Regions from separate parts of the Triticum aestivum genome. Here region 2 is linked to region 1. The links are chromatin contacts, called in public Hi-C maps. All regions are on one chromosome and are shown on one strand. Each heading gives the region's core, a stretch centred on a gene start, on an enhancer-like site or on the middle of the called end of the contact. The rest is flanking DNA. Distances are from core to core; before and after follow the strand shown. Region 1 holds the start of LOC123182590 (protein PAT1 homolog 1). Region 2 holds the start of LOC123182595 (serine/threonine-protein kinase tricornered).

Region 1 (6,037 bases), core at 1,392-3,891:
TGGAAGGGGGAGTACTAAACACGTGTCTCAACTTATACTAACTTTAGTACAAAGTTATATACTTAAGTTGAGACACTTATTTTGAGAAGAAGAGAGTATATATTAATTTGTGGCACTTTCTACAACACCACACTACTCATATTCCCTCTTTGGGCCCTACCCCCGCCAACACTCCCCACCGACACACGCACCCTTGGCCACCCATATGCCGTGCTGGTCAAGAAAGAAGAGAGAATGGGAGGAGTATGAGGGCATGTCCAACGGAGATCACCTAACAGATCTTCTAAAATGTTGGCATACGCGTCCAAATGTGTTCACAAACATCTGATCTGACGGAAGCCATCCAACCGACGTCTCCCAAATTTTCCATACTTGTCCGACATTCTCTCTTTGTCAAATTGTCTATATCAATAGCAATTCGACCGTATATTTAAATAGTTGCAAACAAATGCAATTACTATCAAAAGCATCGGATGTGCAACAAGGTTTTTACAACTATCAAACCCAAAAGCAAAAGAACCAATTGTCCGAGCAAAAAGCTTCACCTTCCGGCGCTCCCCCCTCCTTTGCACAAAGCGTGCGATCATACCGTGCAAGTCCTGAACAAACCAGCCCGCATCGTAATCCAAATCTTCGTCCTTCACATACAAGATCATTGCTACTCACAAGCTTGCCTGGTCGCAAGCTTGCTCTCCTTGAGTTGGATATTTTTCTTTTGGATTTCCATGAACAAGCTAAACCTGTCCGCTCTCCTCGAGTTGGATATTTTTCTTTTGGATTTCCATGAACAATGCAAAACTTACGAGATCGAGGAGTGACGCGCTACTTGGCCACTAGTTTTCCATATGTACACTACAATGCTTTGTTGACGACCTCTTGAATGGTGTATCGTTGGTGCTTAGCGACTTCGGATTTCGATCATTGATCAATTCCTTGTTGCCGAGGTGCAATGCTTTTTCTCATGAAACCAATCGTGCACACTTTGCCAAAAAGCCGAGCCCTTTTTGCTCCGTGCCTTGAAGAGGATCAACACTTGTGCCCAACCGCTCCAAAGACAACAATTCATCCTCTTGCTCGAGTTTGACAATCACCCCTTCTTATTTGCGTCTGCATTGGGCACATATGACTGTTGGGTGTCCGTCGGCGTATCTTGCTCCAATTATGGTGAGTAGTTGTCATCGACTTGCCTGTCCTCACGGTTGCCGCTGTTGTTGATCATGTTTATCATCGCCTCGTCGGTGGCTGCCGTTGATCTTGGAGAGGCATTCCGCAAGATAGTGACCGGACATCGCCGGACGAGGGTCCTCGGACAACAACCGCGACCGGGCGAGCATCGACGACTCAGTGAACACGTAATCACTGTTGAAGTCAATGGTGTACGGTGGAGGGTGGCCAGAGTTGAATGAAGCGGCAGAGTGTTGTGGCGATTGTTGTGTGTCAGGCTAAATATACTGCTAGGCAGCAAAGTAGTACGACTTCTTGTACTAGGTGGGTCAGGGCAGCATCGACATGATGATCCGCTGTGGAGGAGGAGCTCCTATTTGAGCGGACATTTGCACCTTCTTCTTCGCCCTCTCCTTCATGTGATGCTCTTGCCGTCCAACTTCTCTGGGTCCGTCATGGCGACGAACCTCGTGATGGGCTCCGACAGATCCATCGCGACAACGACGAGCAGTGGAATGGGCCAAAACATTATTTTGGCTAAACAATATTTCAAGAGGATCAGACCTCATAGCTCACCAGTTTCAACTGGTTTTTAAAATATTAGGTCTAAAAGGAATTGATGTGTCCAATGGCGAGTTCAGGCTGATAGTGGGAGCTCAGTCTCACATGAACGCATGACACACACACACACATACACACACAGAGAGATGGTCGAATGGTTGGGGATGGTGATGGTACCACTATCACTTGATCCGGGGACCGATGACGGGATAAGAAAGTGGGGAGATACTGAGAGAGAAGTCGACTCAATTAGAGTGTTGCTTTCGTGGTTTTCAATGATTTTCAGCACAGAGAGCGTGAGAGCAACCTCCTTTGAGTTTCTATTGGCAACTTAAATTCACTTGTACACACAACTAAATAATTTCAAATTTGTGAGGGCACCAAATTTATGCAAAGTTCATCCAAGGTTGCCTGCCACTTTCCAAACGGGCCCTTGCTTTCATCCGACAACACAAATGATGATGATGACTGGTGTATGTGAGACCATGCTCTATAAGTTTTGCTTTGGGAATATATGCTCAGCAAAACCTTTTCTACAACCATTGCACACACCTAGCTCCGGGCCAATGAAATAGTACCATCATGTTCTGCCAGTTGTTAGTTGTTACCAACAGAAAGGGCGCCATTAACGTGGCAAATGATCATAAGCGAGCGGCAAAGCAAGCAAGGCCAAGAGAAAAAGCTTTACACTATTTGAATGGAGGCATGAGGTACGTCGCCGCATCAACGCGCGGAAAGGAGCCATAAAAGGGGCAGATGGAGTAGCACACACGCCAAGCCAAAGTCTCCTCTCATCACTGTAATCACTCCGTCAGTTTTTTCTGGTGCCATCCAGCAGCAACTTTCTCCACACCAGCACGCCATATATCAATATCTATCTATCTATATCTATCAATAAATATAAATAATGCTGGAACTATCATTTTCGGCTTATATTTTTAAAGATTATTGTCGAGTCCAAGGCCAAGAGAGAAGGGGAGGGAAGTAAAGCAGCCAAGGCGCGTCTACTGAGCGAGCTTTCCTCGGCTGTACCCCTCTCCGCCTCGCAGCTCCCCCAGATCCAAAACCCAAGCGCGTGCCCGCCCCCGGAATCCAAACCCTAGCAGCGCCGCCCGCTCCCTGCCTGCGATGAGGGGCCTCCGGGCGGACGCCGGCGGCGGCGGCGGTGGCTCATCCTCGTCGGCCTCCACCGCAGGTGATTGCGATTCCTTCCGCTGCGGCGCTGCCCAGTGATGTTCTGGTGGGCTGTAGTTTGCTGAGTTTGATCCGCCTGCCTGGGCTCGCAACTCAGCGGCCTTACCGTCGAATCCGTGCCGCAGACGGCGCTTCTCCGCGTGCTTCCGCTGAATTTCGCGTCCCTCGCGCGCGGCCTGGGCAGATTCTCTCGTTTTCGCGTGGCACCAATGGAGATTTATGTGTTTTTCTTTGTTGCTTCCTCTGCAGAGAGCTCGCGCTTCGACTCGGGGCAGTACTCCTTCTTCGGCAAGGCGCCGCTGGAGGGGCTGGAGCTCGGCGGCAGCATGGCGGATGACGTCGGCCTGGACAGCGGCTATGGCGGCGGCTTCGGTGGGCACGATGATGGGGCATACCAGCTGTCTCCTGTGGGGGAAGAGGTGCGGCTCTCACCGACTTTGTATCCGGCTTCCGCTGTTGCTATCGATTGTGTGCTGCATGCTTCGTAGAGCCCTGATTTTTGTGTTGGTGCGTGCTACTGTTCGAAAGCTGTGAAATTATGTGCATTGCATGTTTCGCACGGTCCTGACTCTGTTTGTTGGTGCTTGCCACTGTTGGATGAGTCTGAGTGGATACTCTTTTATGCAGCAGGATGATAGCTTGTTGTTTTTGGACGTACTGGTCGGCGGTAGTACATTCGATTTTTGCCTTTTGTTTTTGTTCTTGTAAGGAGGAATTGTGTACTTTGGATGCAATAGGTCAAGAGAACTGCCCCTCTAGTTTTGGAGGGGATTGCATCTGATTTAATGTGATAAGAAAACATAGTCCCTCCGACAAGTATTTCCGGACGGAGGGAGTAGTAAATTGTGTCCCTAAGCGTTATGATCTCCACAAAATGTACCTAAGAAAATCATTTTTGTGTGTGTTTCTAACTGGTTAGGACTCGATTGAGCAAAATTGTTCTCTTAGAAAATGGAGGGTATATTGTCAACTATGAGCATTCTTTTATAATAATAACTCAGTACTGAGAAATGTAAATTGGGCTATTGTCAGCTGTAAAAGACGTGATGGTAGTATCCCGCGAAGCCGGCTTCCCTGTTGCTATTGATTGTGTGCTGCACTGCTGCATGCTTCCTAAAGTTCTCTTTGTGTATTGGTGTTTGCTAATGTTTGAAAGCTGTGAAATTATGTGCATTGCATGTTTCGCACAGTCCTGACCGTGTTTATTGGTGATTGCTACTTTTGGATGAGTCATGACTCATGAGTGGGTGCTCTTTTCTGCAGTAGGATGATAGCTCCGTCCTTTTTACTCTAGTCTTAGAGGGGGATACATCTTGACTTAATACTTAAGATGATAAGAAAACATATAGTAAATTGCATCCATAAGTGTTATAACCATCATATTTTTTGTGTCTTTTTATTGGTTAGGACTTGATTGAACAAAAGTGTATTTTTAGAACATGGAGGATTTATTGTCAACTATGAGCGTTCTTTATAATAATATCTCAGTACTGAGAAATGTAAATTGAGCTGTTGTCATCAGGAAAGGGACGTGATGGTAGGATGCGTCTTTGGATCAAATAAAATTCCTTCTTTCTTCTGCACTATGTCCCACCACATACACAAACACCATCAGTGTTTTTGCCATCTGGACTTAGATTTGAGTACCCATATCCATTTATTGAGCAGATCTGGTAACCAGGTGCAACTTAAAGTGATTGCTACTTGGTATGGAACTTTAGGTGACACCTTGCAGTATTTCATGATGCAAATGCGAGCGTATTCTGCCTAACTGTTTTTACTTCTAGTCAGTGCCTATAAGTGCGTAGGCCTATAGGCTGTAGCTATTATACTGGAATGAAGAATCTGTAGCTACTAGGCTTGTCTGGAGATCAAAATGCTTTATTTTCTTTCTTTGTAGTTGATCGCCCAATATAGACTTTCGTAGCAAGTATAATGATATAGGACTGACCTATCAAACCTTCGACATTACATTCTGAAGTAGCTCAATTTCCACCACTTTCATGTTTAACGTTGCCAATTTGCTTCATAAATCATTTCTAGATTTCCTTATTCTGCAAGTTTTTTCCTGCCTACTGTGTAACTTTGGTCGCTCTTCTTTCAGCCTTGCTTTCTTTTGACTCCTGTAGTCATGTTCCCTCTATTTTTCATGATGAAAATTTGTCTTGTTCTTATGTTTTTGCAGATTGATTGCATGAGTAACTTGTCTGAAATTGATGATCTTGCAAGCACATTCGCAAAGGTTAGCAGCCTATATCTAACTTGATTACTTCAGTTGGTGGTCTTATATTTCATACCTATGGTTATAATATATTGAATTATCTGTAGTTTCAAACGATTTAGTATGTCCAGGATGACCCTTTATGCTCTTGAAGGCTTATTACTTCATGCTCAATGCAGTTATTTTCCTGTACTATTTCATGAGTCTTTCTAAAATACTCCCTCTGTAAAGTATTATAAGACGTTGAGCATAATATATGGTCAACTAATATATTGTGAAAAAGATGATCTATTGTGTCAAATTATGCAATCCTGAAAATGACTTTGGAGTACTCTGAGTTATTATATGCTAAGGATAAGTGGATAAAACACATTTTTTTAATCGGTCACACAAGTTCTAGTTTTAGCCATTCATATATAAGTGGATAAAACACACCATATGCCCAGATTTAATCGGTCACTCAAGTTCAAAATATGGCATGAATCCGGATTGCATTCTTACATATCTAAATACCAAAGTTGAAATGTACTAATATGTTAAAAATAAATGGAATAGGTATAGTACATTGTCAAGATCTTTGAGCCTTGTGAGTTAAAACTGAGTATAGGCCCTTTCATGGGCCACCTAATGTTTTCCCCTTTTTATTTCTCATGGACTGCTTACTGAAAAAAAATGTCTTGTCTTCAGTTGAACCGAAGTATTGGTGGAACAAGGAATCCTGGTGTTATTGGTGATAGACGATCAATTTCCAGGGAAAGTAAGTTGCATTTCTGCCCCCAGTTACTACTGAAGCTTGATATTGGAAAAGTTTCTTCATGTTACATGTAGTCTAAACATAGATATACTTAACATTGCGCTGGCCACCTTATTTAGACATGTTTAATATGGAAGATGATA
Region 2 (6,037 bases), core at 944-3,443, 200 kb before region 1:
ATGCACCTCTTCCAATAATTGTCAAAAGTTCAAAATCTTCAACCCCCATCTTGTGTCTTTGCAAACGCATATATTCAGTCTCCTTTTTCTCCAAATGTTTTAGAATGTTGTTCTGCTCTTCTGCAGGAACTTCAGCATCCTGTAATTTCCTCTCCAGCATCCAGCGCCTAAAAGTAGACAACGATATCAGATCAGGATGATGACTAAATTGTAGCCAGTAAATTAGTCTCAAACAGAAGTGGCACATCAAAGCATGAAGCAGATTGAAATGAGTTACAATCGATGCAAAATATACATCTTAGGGAGTAATGTTGATACAAGTTTTAACTGAGAACGAAATAAACAATCAGACGCAGGTTATCGAAATTGTGCAATGTGGAAATTAACAGTGATGGTGTCAACCAAAAGCTCTGAAACGGACTACACGGCTTTCAAAATGGGTATATTAATCACCTTGAGCGAAGTATTTTGAGATTAATATACCTGGTAGTGAATTAAATGTTTTACTAAGCCACTTGTGCAACTGGAGGACTCAACAAACCGTTCAAGCTATGTACCTAATTTGGAGCTAGAGCTTTAATCCACTGGAACTCCTATTTATGGTGACAAACAACTTGTGTGGCCCAAGGACTTCATCTTAACAACCTGAATCGGTGTTTACCATTCCAATCCCAACATGGCATGTGATGTGTGTTATTAAGCATCATGCTTGGTAATAGCAACAAGGAGGGTGCTTGTCGCTTTCCTACTCCGCAGCATGGTAGGATACTGAACCAGATGGAGTCAAGTACCTAAATCCACAGCTAAAGCAGGGGAAAGCGCGCCAAACATTTAAGTTGCCAGCCTACCTCTCTTTCCTATCTTGCAAGGACTTCATCTGAGTCTTGTAGTGGTTCTCAATGTACTGTTTTGCCGCGGCGACCTTCTGCTTGGTCGCGCTAGAAGGCGCGTCGTCGACTGGGGGCTTCCCAGGATCCTTCCCATGGCTGGCAGGCACCGCCGGGCTCTTGGACTTGTCCCGCGGCTGGAACTTCTGGAACCAACTTCTCGCGGAATCCATCTTGTGCTCACAATGGCATCATCTCTAAGACCAGAGAGCGTATTATATTGACCAATCCAGCAGCCGCCCACAGGCCAGAGGAGCTCTGGCTCTGAAGCGGTCAATACCCTCCAAATGGATCAGATGTCCAAACCGGCACCTCCTCCGTAGAACCCGATGCTGGAATGATGCCTATCTGGAAAAACCATAGAAAATTACCATCAGTCAGAATCGTTCGCACAAGTTGCCATCCATCGCACGACTTACACGGGCGAGGGAGGGAACGGTCAATAGAATCCTTCCAAGTTTCTGCTATTTTCGGACACGACACCTAAACCCAGTCAAAAATCCCGAAACTAAGCCGCACTGGGCATGAATCCTCCGTCGACAGCAGCGGCTGACGCGCCGGTTACGAACCAGTAAACGGAACGTAAGATCCCAATTCCCAGCCGAAACCCCCACCCCCCACCAAAAAAAAAATTCTCGAACAGCAGCATTCCGGCGCGGAGATTCGCGGAATTCGACCCGGAAATCGCATTGCCGGCTCGCGCGCGCGAGGCGCCCCGGAAAAACGCGGACGAGGAGCGGCGCCAAAACCCCCCGTCAAACCACCGAAACACACGCCACCGCACTCCCGAGCCCGCGGCCGCGCGCGGCGTCGCGGGGCGCCGAATTCGCCACCGGGGGCCCGCCAAAGCCCCCGCTCCCGACCGCAGCGGCGGCCACTACCCAATCCAGGGTGAAAGAGAGAGAGAGGGGAGGCGGGGATGGGAGAGCCATCTGGAACCGCGGGGTTAACCGGACGGCGCGGATCGGCGGGCGGGGCGCTCACCTCGGCGCAGGGCGGCGGCGGGGGCGGGCGCGGGGCGGATCTCGGCGGCGACTGGAGCAAAAGGGGGAGGGAGGGGGGACTCACGCCTTTTTTTTTCTCCTTCTCCTCTCTTCTCTTCTCTTCACCCCTGCCTGGCTGCGTCGCTCCGGGTTGGTTGTCCTTTTCGTGGGCAAAGGCAAAGCGTGTGAGGGGGAGGGAGGAGAGAGAAAAGGCCAGCCCCGCCGCGCCGATGGGGAGGGAGGGAGGGAGGAAGAGCGCTGCCTGCGCTGTGCGTGCGTGCGTGTGAGAGAAGCGTGGCTTGGCTTTGACTCCCCGGAACGAAACTTCCGCGTGGCTTCTCTACCCTGTTTGGAGCCTGCTCTCTATGGTTGTGCTAGTTGTTGTACTGCTGCGGCGCCGGGGTCGGGGTCCCCCACCTGCCGCGCACAACGCGACTGGCCCCGCTCGCTCCCCGGCCTGCACCGTCGCCGTCGGTCGGCCCATCAACCCGCTCGTCCCGCCCCGATGAGTGCCTCCTTTTTTAATTTGTTCCATTTGCTTGTGCGGATACGGCACACGCCGCCTGCCGCCTTCGGGCGGCTCGGCGGGTTATCTCGTTGGCAAACCGTGTGTCCACGTTTTCTCTTCTTCTTTCTTTATTTAAGAGGTGTTTATTACTTATTTCTCAATCCATCGATCTAAATGGTTATTTTTAGGTTGAGTTTTATAGGCGGACATTGATGACCTTGAGCCTTGTGTGCTTGCAAAAATATAATGAGTAGGTGGGATGGTTGTTAGCACCGGCTTCAAAATGGTGACAAACCCGCATCGTTTCAGCTGTGCGCTGCTAGGAGTGTCGGTCACCCTTCTCAAACCGTGATTTTCTGAAGTGAAAAAAAACCTTGATCTGCACTTTTTCTCGACACTAGCATCATTGCCACCTTACATGATGATGTCGTTATATGATCATCATGGATCGTCTGTATGTACTCGTGAAGGGGTAGTGGTAGTAGACGACAATCGTTGCGCCATTGCCACCTTAACGGGTCATTGATGTGTTCTTGCCTAGGTCGGTAACAGTTGCCGACATCGTCCATTTGTCGTCATATGCCGCCCACGGAGGACAACGCTAGGATGATGACTCATTGCCTCGCGCCGTCCTAATATGGCTCAACCAACAACAACCCCCCACCTCGCATCTGCTTTTCCAGTGTACGAGTTGGCGATAAGTTGTCTCTGATGGAGCCCTAGCCTCCCTGGCGTGGTTTAACTCCGCCTCGTTGTTCCCTTGCCCTGTGTCACTTTGCTCATTGTTGCATTGCTCATGGACGAAATATTGTGAGGGTATTGATTCTGATCCCAGTGATTATTGGAGGGTGTCGAGGGGACTCAATCTTGCGTTAGATTCATGGGGTTTTATGATTTGTTTGATCTGCGCATTTTGCCATTTGCACTCCGGGGTATTGAAGATTTTTAAGCAATGTGTTTGACTTGTCTCTATGGTTGTGACTTTACAACACCTTTTTTATCATCCATGTGATCCATGATAAGGCCTCATTCGGTTTGGAAGATTTTTATAGGAAAAACATAGGAACAAGGATTCCGGAGGAAAAATTTTATATATGCATTCGGTTTGTAGGAAACGCGTACAGGAATTTCGTAGGAATACTACTAATCTCCTGTATTTTTAGAGAAAACTACACACCCACTCAAAACTCATTTTGCGCGTAGGAACGAGGCAAGTCAATTTTTTAGGATGGCAAATGTCGTCCTATCAAATTCCTATACTACTCCTAATTCCTACGTTTTGATTTCGTCTAAACTGAATGAGCCCTAAACGACTAGCCGGTTCAAAGTTAGCCATGGAAACCGACTAGCCATTTCCAACACCAGGTCCACAAATCAAGGCCTCGCCGACCATGCCCCACGGCGATCGGCATGTTTCCGACGAGATCCATCGACGTTCACACAGTTGTTACATCCCGTGGAAACACACCCACAGACGCATTTACAAGTCGGCAACGCCCGAGTAGAGTACAGCAGCGACGTAGCGTACGTAGTCGTATAATCGTATTAAAAGCCGCCGATCGATAGTAGACTAGACACACGCACAATCCTACGTACGTACCGCTCCTAGAATTGATGCGCCACCTACCCAGAGCCCGCCGCTTCGTACCTACGCGCTCGGTTGCCAGTTCGCCATACCACGAGTGCCTCGGAGCTATACCTTAGCGTAGTATACGATAATACGACTGACAAATCCTTTTTTTTTCAAGCGAGTTGCTAGCGTATCCTGAAGAGTTGGCGATTGTGTTGCCACCAGCCTCGTACCGTTGAGCAAGCAAGTAAAAGAGAAAAAATCACGCGACGTTGTCACCCGTGTGCTCCCAGTCCCTCCCAACAACCTGCGGATGCGTTAGACGGAACGTAAAGCAGGCAGCTACAGGCAGCTGGGGTAGTCCCGACCCGGTCGATCGACCGCGACGGTGCGAACCCAACGCAAGCGAGGAGTCGCCGGCCGGCCAGCCGTGCTGATGATTCCGGCCTACCCCGCCCCTACCATGTCCACCACGTAGCTGCCGCTTCCCATCGACGGTGGAGTCGTCATCGGGGTCGGGCGAGGTTTCTTTGGCTTCACCCCAGCGCCGGGGCAGGTGCACCCACCCACCTCGTCCTGCCGCACTCTCGCCGCGGACGATGCGGACTTGTAATATACTGTACGACGAGCTAGGGACGGTTTCTTGCGGGGACGCACGGTGGAGTTGGAGGTTTGGCGGCTGATCCATCGCTTTCTTGGGGAGGACGACGGACAGGTCTGTGCCTGATCCACGACGAACAGAACAGCCCCTAAAGTCAGACCCAACCCGATCGCTGATGCGGACTTGATTAGTGTTGTGGACCGAGGAGCAGGCATGGGTCGAGTCGTGGATCGGTCGAAGCCGATACGTATTCACACTCATCCATGGGCGAGGACTGGTCATTTCTTCCTTCTCTCCGATCCTTCAAGTCGGAAGCACAAGACGGGTGCTGTCAGATGTTTTCAACTGTCATTTTTATCTGATGAGTAGGGTTTTCAATTGTCAGATGTTACGGGTGCTTTGGCCAGACGGATGCATGAGTCGATGTGATGATCTTTTTGGTCATAACGTAGGAGGTACGGGTGGTAGTGGTACCGCGGTCACAATTACTTTGACGCGCGATCGAAAAGGAACCGCAGCTTTGGGGTGAAGATGGTCCGTACGCGGAGTTTCGGTGTGGAGCAGCTTTGATCAACCATGCTGTCGTGTAATTAATCAGACGGAGACGGCTGATGGTCCATGCGCACTTGAAGCTTAGGCCTCGTACAATGTAAGGTGCTTAGAGAAAAGATGCTTGAAGAAATAAACCAGGCTTTTCTTAAACACCGATACTTATTTGTACAGGGCAGACGCTTAATTAGGCATCTCTTCTGTAAAAATAAGCATTGGTGCTTTAAAAAAACTGGTTTATTTTCTAAGCACTTTCCTAAGCACCTAGCATTGGACAAGACCTTATTAAGCCGACCAGAGTGGTCATCTCGTCCTCTTAATGCTAGTCGTGTGTAAGTTAATCATGTTGTTAAGATTAGCCAAATACCTGTGTGTTGTCACGAGACAATAAAACATGACACATAAGGTACAATCGAAGTCGCTAACGTACACGAGTGTAACATCTTCTCTCACTGAACTAACATCACATGGCAAGTCTAAAGCTTAAATCCTGTGGGCTGGGGATACCACTGTCCCACTAACCATCCAACCACACGCTGGTTCACCACCATATGCAATCTTTGACATAGTCATTTCCTTCTTTGTTTCTCCGCCTGACAAATACGTCGATATACAAACCCTATTCTCTATAAGATCATAAGTTGTACAATTAGCCAATATATGTCACATCATGTAACGATTATATTGTTGTTCTCCATGGAGTCCAAATAGCACAAAGGTCACACCATGTAATGATTATATTGTTGTTCTCCATGGAGTCCAAACAGTACAGATTAATTCTATTTTCGATGAAGAAACCACATGCTTTTTAGCAAGCAATTGCTGTTTAGGGTAATAGGCAATTCTTTTGAGCAAATATTAGCAAGATTGTGAGAACACCGAAGAAATTTAGATAAGCTTCGGCATAAATCAGTTATATAATTTGAAGTAACAACATCA

Evidence for each region. A called contact is a pair of places that touch in the nucleus more often than the background predicts.
Region 2: a Hi-C map of leaf shows a contact between it and region 1, with 7 times the contacts expected there. The contact joins the promoter of LOC123182595 here to the promoter of LOC123182590 in region 1. A contact is called at or near these places in 4 of 5 Hi-C or Micro-C datasets (leaf and an unstated tissue) and 1 of 1 datasets of contacts at active chromatin or transcription factors (leaf).

Annotation. Positions count from the first base shown.
Region 1 is chr1D:425,417,871-425,423,907 of IWGSC CS RefSeq v2.1, reverse strand. It overlaps LOC123182590 (protein PAT1 homolog 1), which reads left to right and starts at 2,641. Exons shown (of 5, transcript XM_044595218.1): 1 at 2,641-2,920; 2 at 3,169-3,338; 3 at 5,105-5,161; 4 at 5,828-5,897. The coding sequence starts at 2,854.
Region 2 is chr1D:425,616,960-425,622,996 of IWGSC CS RefSeq v2.1, reverse strand. It overlaps LOC123182595 (serine/threonine-protein kinase tricornered), which reads right to left and starts at 2,193. Exons shown (of 14, transcript XM_044595225.1): 1 at 1,956-2,193; 2 at 849-1,235; 3 at 1-167. The coding sequence starts at 1,060.